2 separate regions of the Gossypium hirsutum genome follow, and region 1 is linked to region 2. Evidence: chromatin contacts called from public Hi-C data. All regions are on one chromosome and are shown on one strand. The core of a region is the stretch at or near the end of the contact, and the rest is flanking DNA. Distances in the headings are between cores, read along the strand shown. Region 1 holds the start of LOC107951155 (ubiquitin-conjugating enzyme E2-17 kDa). Region 2 holds the start of LOC107952066.

Region 1 (3,543 bases), core at 946-3,445, 580 kb after region 2:
TTTGGTTCAGAAAACAACCTAACAATAGCCTTTAATGCAAAAACTAAACCATTGGACATCCGACATGCATGTGTATGCACCACTCTGCATGCATACATGCCCTGTGGAGATAAAAACATTGGTGCGCCAGAATAAGCTAATAAATGCTAAAAGGCAATCAAGTAGAATTAGCATTTACTCATTTCACTGTCAAGCAATGTTTGCATAAGCCACTTGCACTGCTGAGACACCTTGGTCACAGTATCTACAACAAGGAATTAGCCATATAACATGAAGGCTTTAAACATTTATGCTATATACACATCCCACCAAATGTTGATATGTAAATCAGGAAAAGGTAAGAACATTCACCACATGGTCCACATAATAAAAATAAATAAAAAAAATCTTATTGGAATTCTGAGGAGATAACAATCTTGTCTACACTCTACAGCACTTGCATAGATGGTTATATATAAAAAAAATAGCTTGTTCACATAAAAAAGTTGCAGAATATGCTGAGAAATTTTCTTCAAGGCACTTAGAGATATAGTGGCATGATTTTAAATGAAAAAGACAGCCAGTTACAGTCAAATATATAGTCAATAAAGATAATGTTAAGCATCCAACCTAAAACCAATTGGTAATAAGTGGAGTGGCACAACTTAAATATGACCAATACTTAATAAATGTGGGATAACATCACCTAACACTCCCCCTCACGTGTAGCTCAACTTGGCCTACAAATAGACAACCTGAATACTAATGTTATGCATCCAAACTGAAACCAAAAGTAATAAGTGGAAGGACCAAACTTGTAAATGAGACCACAGGAAATCCAGTAATTAACAGATATAGGATAACAACACTTGATAGCTAAAAATACAAATTATAGAGCCAAGGCAAGAAAGAATGTAAACTAGTTTGGTTCAGGAATACAATCAACTACCTTTGGTGGTTTAAATGGATAGTCCGGAGGGAAATGAATGGTGACTAGAAACACTCCACCAGCATATGGACTGTCAGGAGGACCCATAATAGTTGCTTGCCAATGAAACATGTCTTCAGCAACAGGGCCTAATTCAATAGTAAAAATAAGCAAAAGGACAATAGTTAGATGAACAATCACCAAGTAATCTTATGATAATCTTTTCCCAAATTAAAATTGAACGAACCACTCATCCTTACTCTTATTTGCCTTAAGAAATTTAAGCACATATAACAGAAATGACGAGTTCATATACTCAATACATGCAATTATCCAAATCGTTTCCTTACAAACTTCACCTATACATGAACAATTTCGTACGACCAAATAACACCTTAACAAACAGACATGAACAATAATTAACTAATAATTAGACATGAAAATTTTAAAAAAATAAAAAATAAATATATTGTAGTTAGAATAAAATGGAATCATCATGGTCAAAATGAAAAGACCAATAATAAGTATAGAAAATAGATTCGTTATATATAGTTCAAATTGAATTATGCAGCAATAGTAATTATTATGTCATAATTTTCTTTTTCAAAAGCAGATATCTAAAAAATTTCTAATCAATTTTTCAAAAAAAAAAAAGAGTTTCAACGAACAAATCTAAAAAATTCAGAAATGAACAAATCGAAACACGAAGTAGAAAAAAAAATGAACCTGCGCTGCAAGAGGTAGGAGGATCTTTCTGGAGATCCTTGAGCTCCTTCAAGATCCGCTTCGAAGCCATCACCTAAACCCTAAAACAAACAAAATTTTATTAAAAAAATAGAAATTTTCAAGCTAGATCGCTTTTTGTGTCTAACAAAGAAAATTTTAAATTGAAGAGAAACCAAAAAATAAAACGAAATAAAGAGGAAACTAGAGATAAAAAAGAACAAGTACCTGAGAGATCCTCCTGTCCTAGTCTATTGTCTGTTTGGGTGGTTTTTTTTTTTTTTTTTTTTTGCTGAAAGTAGCGGAGAAATGTAAAGAGGCAAAAATAAAGCTTAAAAAAGAAATCTCCCAGAAATCAATTTTTAATAATAATAATTATAATTATTATGTAGAGAAAGGCAAAAATTGGGATGTTTTGTGTTCTGATTGGCTATGTTTGTAGACCCCACGCGATTATAAGAGAATTTTATTTTGTATTTCTTTTGACACGGATACCTTCTCTTTAGAGATGGCATTGGCAACCGCGTGTGGCGCGTGATGGTAATTTGCAGGAGTGTGCAAAAATCAAATAGTTGATTTTTGTTTCGGTTTAAAAAGTTGGGCAAAATGGATTGATTAAAAAAATTAAAATTGAATTAACCGGTTTTAAATCATATTTTTATTTTTATTTTTATATTTTATATATTATAAACCTAAACTCAATTCAGAATCTAATTGTAATCGGGGTAAATTATATTCATTGTCATTAAATTATTAGTAAATTTATGTTTTCGTCACTCAATTTTAAAAAGTTATAAAATAATCATTAAACTATTTGAAAGTTTTTATTTAAATTAATAAATTGTTAAAATTAATGTTGTATAACTTTTTCTATCTTCATCACCTCCACCAATCAAAAGCTTTGCTTCCCCTTCTCTTTTACAGTCTATTTTTTTCTTATGAAACAACTTTAAACGTCATGAATATTCAAACTAAAATTTAAGAAACTTTTTTTTCTAATATTATACATTGATCATTAGATTGACTTGGATTTAATATATTTTTTTACTTGTTGATAGATATTGAACTACCGTACCAATCATTTATTTTTGTTGCTTAGAACTCGTTAATTGTAAAAAAATTAATAATAATCCAATATTTTAAATAAAAAAATTTTAAATAATTTAGTGACTTTTTATAATTTTTTAAAGTTGAGTTACATAATTTACCCTTAAAATTTATACTAATTGGGCCAATATCCAAAAATTAAATCCAATTGATATTTAAACTGAATTAATAAATTAAACCCAAAAATACTACACCCAAACCCGATCCTTCACTTTCACTACACGGTTCATTTCAGCATTTGACGCCCATTCAAGCAAAACTCACTTCATTATTTGATAAATAAAAAAATTGTTAATGAAAATAATTTTGTTGCAATGTTGTGATGGATTATGAAACTTGTGTTATACTGTGTTGTGTTAAATTATTTAGTTTGTCAGGTAGTAGTTTGTATACTTTTTTTAAATGTAGATTTTGGATCAAATCGATCTAAAATACGTTTATTTGGTTTTTTTTTTTGGTTTTAGAGGTAAGTTAATTTTGTTTTAAAAGTAAATTGGGTTTTAAATTTTTTGGATCGAACTTGTAAATTGTTCACCCTAATTTTGTTTGGGGTAAATTATACTGATGATCACTTTAAGATAGAGTTAACCTTAGTTTGATCATTCTAAAACTCTTTTTTTTAAGTTAGTCACTTTGAATAAAATAATTAAGTTAGTCACTTTAAATGAAATAATTGTGTAAATTAGTCACTACCATTAAAATAATTGTATGAATTTGTTGTTGTGACATTTTGAAATAAATAATATTCACTTTGTAGCAATATAACTAAAAAATAGTGTTGTAATAAAGTTGAATTTAACAAAATA
Region 2 (3,895 bases), core at 281-2,780:
AAATATTAAAAATATAATATATAATAAATTTATATAAATAGTTAAATACTTTTGAAAAATAAGTTTTGACTTTGACTAGCATAATTTTAGTTTTAAATTAATTTGGTATATGATTTGACACTAAATCATATTACTATTAGTGATACATGTTGCTTATTTTAGATTTAAAAATTAAAAATAAATAGAACACATAATAATCTCATAATCAGTTTATAACATTAAAAAAAATTATTATCAATATAATAAAAAGAAATTTAATTAATTCTTTCACATTTTTTTCTTATGAAATATTAAATGTTCATAAATTTTTTTATGCAATTATTGATTGAGCAATTAGATTTTTCAAAGTTATATTTTTTAACTCTAGATTTAATTTTCAATTTCAAAAACCAACTTCGAGGATTATTTCTATATATCTTAAAGGAAATATAATACTGTTAACAATAATAGTAAATCTAAAGTGGCTTTTTTAACGGTTTTTCTATTTTCTTTAGCCAAAATTTTATTGGTTAAAGGGTTATAAAATATTATCTTTAGAAGAAAACTAATGTAAAAAAAAAAGAAAAGAAAAGAATTTAATATAAACTTATTGGTATCAAGAATTGACTTGGAAAACGACTTGTTAGTACTTAGTGGAGAGAAGGTTTATTTATTTATTTATTTATTATATATATAATCTTTTCGGGTTTTGTGATTTTATAGATGTGGAATGACTTTGTTTTAAAATATAAAAACTTTGGTTAGGAAGTTTGAGGATCAAATTGATAGAATTTGTAAATGTGAAGGGTTAAATTTATTAAATTATTTAGAATTAGGATAAATTGATAGAATATGTAAGTATAGAGTACTAAATGTATCATTATACCAATTAAAAAATCTTTTTTATTATCAATTTACAGCATGTGATAAAAACAATAATGAGTTCAAACGTTAATGCTTAAATTGAAAAATTTTAAAGTTAGATGATCAAAACAAAAATATATGCATAGTTCAGTAACTATTTGTGTAGTTTACCTTAAAATTTTTAACATGAAGGATTAATTTACTCTTTAATTTAATGTATAAAAATTAATTCACCTATTTTTTAAAGTAGATAACGTCATCACATTTTCATATTCAGGTAACCGATTTAAAACTAGATAATAGATATAACACCTCTTTTTTGTCTAGTAGTGAAAATATTTATACTATGGCAATATCCATGGGTCAAGCCAATTTGTGCATATCATTTTCGTCTCTTATTTCACATTTTCTTCTTAATTTAAAGAGTTTTTCTTTTAATAATTATTGGAAATTATGATTTTTAATTTTAATTAATTATTAATATATTATATAAAACAAAATAGTGCGAAAGATAAAGACCAATTTATTTAAAATAAAAGAATAGAGACCAAATCAAATAAAAGTGTAAAAATTGGAGGGCTAAAGTTAGAGTATTATACCAAAATAAGGATTTAACAGCTAGCGTAATAAAGGGACTTCTATGTAAGTTTTACCCAAAAAACTTGTAGTGCGCCATATTTGGTTTCGAGTTTGGGCTAAGTACAACCTACTCAAGTATTTAGCCTCAGTAGGGCACCAAAATAAGGACAAATTCCTGAGAGTCTTTTCCTTTTCTGCTTCTTCTTCACGACGCTTTATATCCCTTTTTCTTTGTTTTGTTTTCAATTTCACAAATAATGGCTATTAAGAATGAAATTATTACTTCGACAGATTTGGGTGACAACGAAATTGGGAATATCAGCACTTGGAGCATTCCCAAAATGATTTCTCTTGTAAAATCCACTTTTCGTTCCAACGATTTCGCCATGGTAGAAAAGGAATTTTTGGCGAGAGAGCAGAAATCAAAGCTGGAAATCGAGTCACTGAAACATGCAAAGGATTCATTTTCCTACAAATTCGAAGAAGAGAGGTTGGAAAAAATGGGTTTTGCGGATGATCTGAGGAAATGCAAGAAAGAATTGGAGGACATGAGGGGTGAGGTTTCGAAGTTGCGGGAAGAAAATATGGTTTTGAGGGAAAGAGGAAAGTCTGCTGAGGAAAGGTGTAATAGATTGTCGGAGGAAGTGAAGGGTATGTATGAGAAACAACACGAAATTATAAATTTGAGAAGCAAGAATTGCGAGCTTGAAAATGAGAAAGCCAAAGCTGAATCTGAGTTGGAAATACTGAGGAAGAGATTCGAGGAGTTGGATAAGAGGGTTTTATGTTTAGAGACTGGTTTTAATACTCTACAAGATGAAGATGATTCCAAGAACAACAATAGGATTGGGGGAGAAATTGGGGTTTCCGAAAATGGGAGGCTAAAACCTATTGAAGCTAACGTTTATTCACCAAATGCTGGTAAAAATTCAACATTCCTGAACCTTTTTTTATTTTGTTTTCGTGTTTATATTGTTGTTTGGTTGGTTAAATTCATGCTAGAGTTGATATTCAAGATTGCTATGCATATGAAGGTTTCAGTATCATTTCAGGTTAAGGACTGATGGTGATATTTTTTAGGGTCGGATCCTCAACAAGTCCCAGCGCCTTTTTATTTTTTTTTTAGGGTTGGATTCTCAAAAGGTCTAGTATTCTGTCTCGGGGTTCTATGCTCCGTTTTAGCGTCGAGCTTTTGCCCTGTCCATGAACGGGGCATGGAGACGCCACATGCTGGTGCCAGGAGTCGCAAACAGTGCCAGGAGAAACTTGAGAGTTTTATGGTGTGGTTTGAATTCATTCCCTATCGCATATAGGCATTTATGGGTAAGATGAGTACCACTGGGACAAAATTTTGGGGTTAAAATGGAGTATAGGCGCTCCAAGAATATAATACCGGACTTGTTGAGGGTCCAACCCTCAATAATGCTCTGTATCAAATAATAAATACTGATACTTGTATAGCAGGATAAGCAATTTGCTCTAAAGGTTATGTTCTATTGCAGGAAATTCAAAACATTTAGCCTTTTTTTTTTTCGTACCAATGTGTACTTCATTCACCATGCTTCATGAGAAAATTAGTTCTGCATGTATAGATCATAGAATGTATATACAACTAGCTGGAGTTTGATTCGGGTGTCGAAAAATCGAAATACATATTCTAAGTGCTTATGCTAAATGTATATCTATGAGCAATACTTACCTGTTGTGGAACTTGTAAAGTGTTTTCCCCCTTTAATATCTTCCGGTTTAACTTATTCTTCCTGAAATCTTGCGTGCCAGGGAGTTGGAGACCTCCATCTCAAAACGTTGTTGAGATTGTTGATATCGATAGTGATGATGATTGTGCACCAGTAGAAAATCCGAGTGTGGAAACTGTGACTCCAACTCTCAAAAGAAAACAAACTTCAACTACAGATGTAGGTGAGGGTGAAAATGGTAATAACGATGCATTATCTGAGAAGTTAAGGATGAGGAAACGTCAAGAGCCTATTTGCAGGCCTAATGGTTGTCCTGTTAATCATTGCTCAACGACAACAATTGTTTCTGATATCAATGAGGTTAACAGAGGCTCTGCCACACCAAGGGAAGATGTTATGGATTCAGTACAGCCTGAACATCGAACGGAGTCTGAGCATAGGTCTGGGGATCTTATCAATGGCTTTCCTTTGGCTGGGCTTTGTTTCTCCGAGGAAAGTTCTGTTTCCTCTGATACTGACTCTGATGATGACAGTGATGGATTTATTTCCATCAACCATTCTCTGCCTGCACCAGAGGTTCAGAAGGGAAACAAAAATTAGCCATTGGAAATGGATGGCTACTTTCTGTTTTTAGATATGAGAACCAAACAAGAAGTTTGTCACATTGTGCCAATTGACAATTTATCTCCGGTGCACACAGGTATTGCTACAGAAGCTATTCCAATATCTCCTCTGCCCTTTCTTCTTTATGTTCATTTTAGTAAAGGTGATGATGA

What was found. Hi-C and Micro-C count contacts between places; a contact is called where the count stands out from the background.
Region 1: a Hi-C map of leaf shows a contact between it and region 2, with 2.4 times the contacts expected there. The contact joins the promoter of LOC107951155 here to the promoter of LOC107952066 in region 2. A contact is called at or near these places in 12 of 34 Hi-C or Micro-C datasets (anther, hypocotyl, leaf and 1 more).

The regions. Positions count from the first base shown.
Region 1 is chrA02:47,861,536-47,865,078 of Gossypium_hirsutum_v2.1, forward strand. LOC107951155 (ubiquitin-conjugating enzyme E2-17 kDa) reads right to left here and starts at 2,196. Exons shown (of 5, transcript XM_016886088.2): 1 at 1,859-2,196; 2 at 1,634-1,713; 3 at 929-1,056. The coding sequence starts at 1,703.
Region 2 is chrA02:47,278,546-47,282,440 of Gossypium_hirsutum_v2.1, forward strand. LOC107952066 reads left to right here and starts at 1,531. Exons shown (of 2, transcript XM_016887308.2): 1 at 1,531-2,343; 2 at 3,202-3,895. The coding sequence starts at 1,680. The coding sequence ends at 3,719.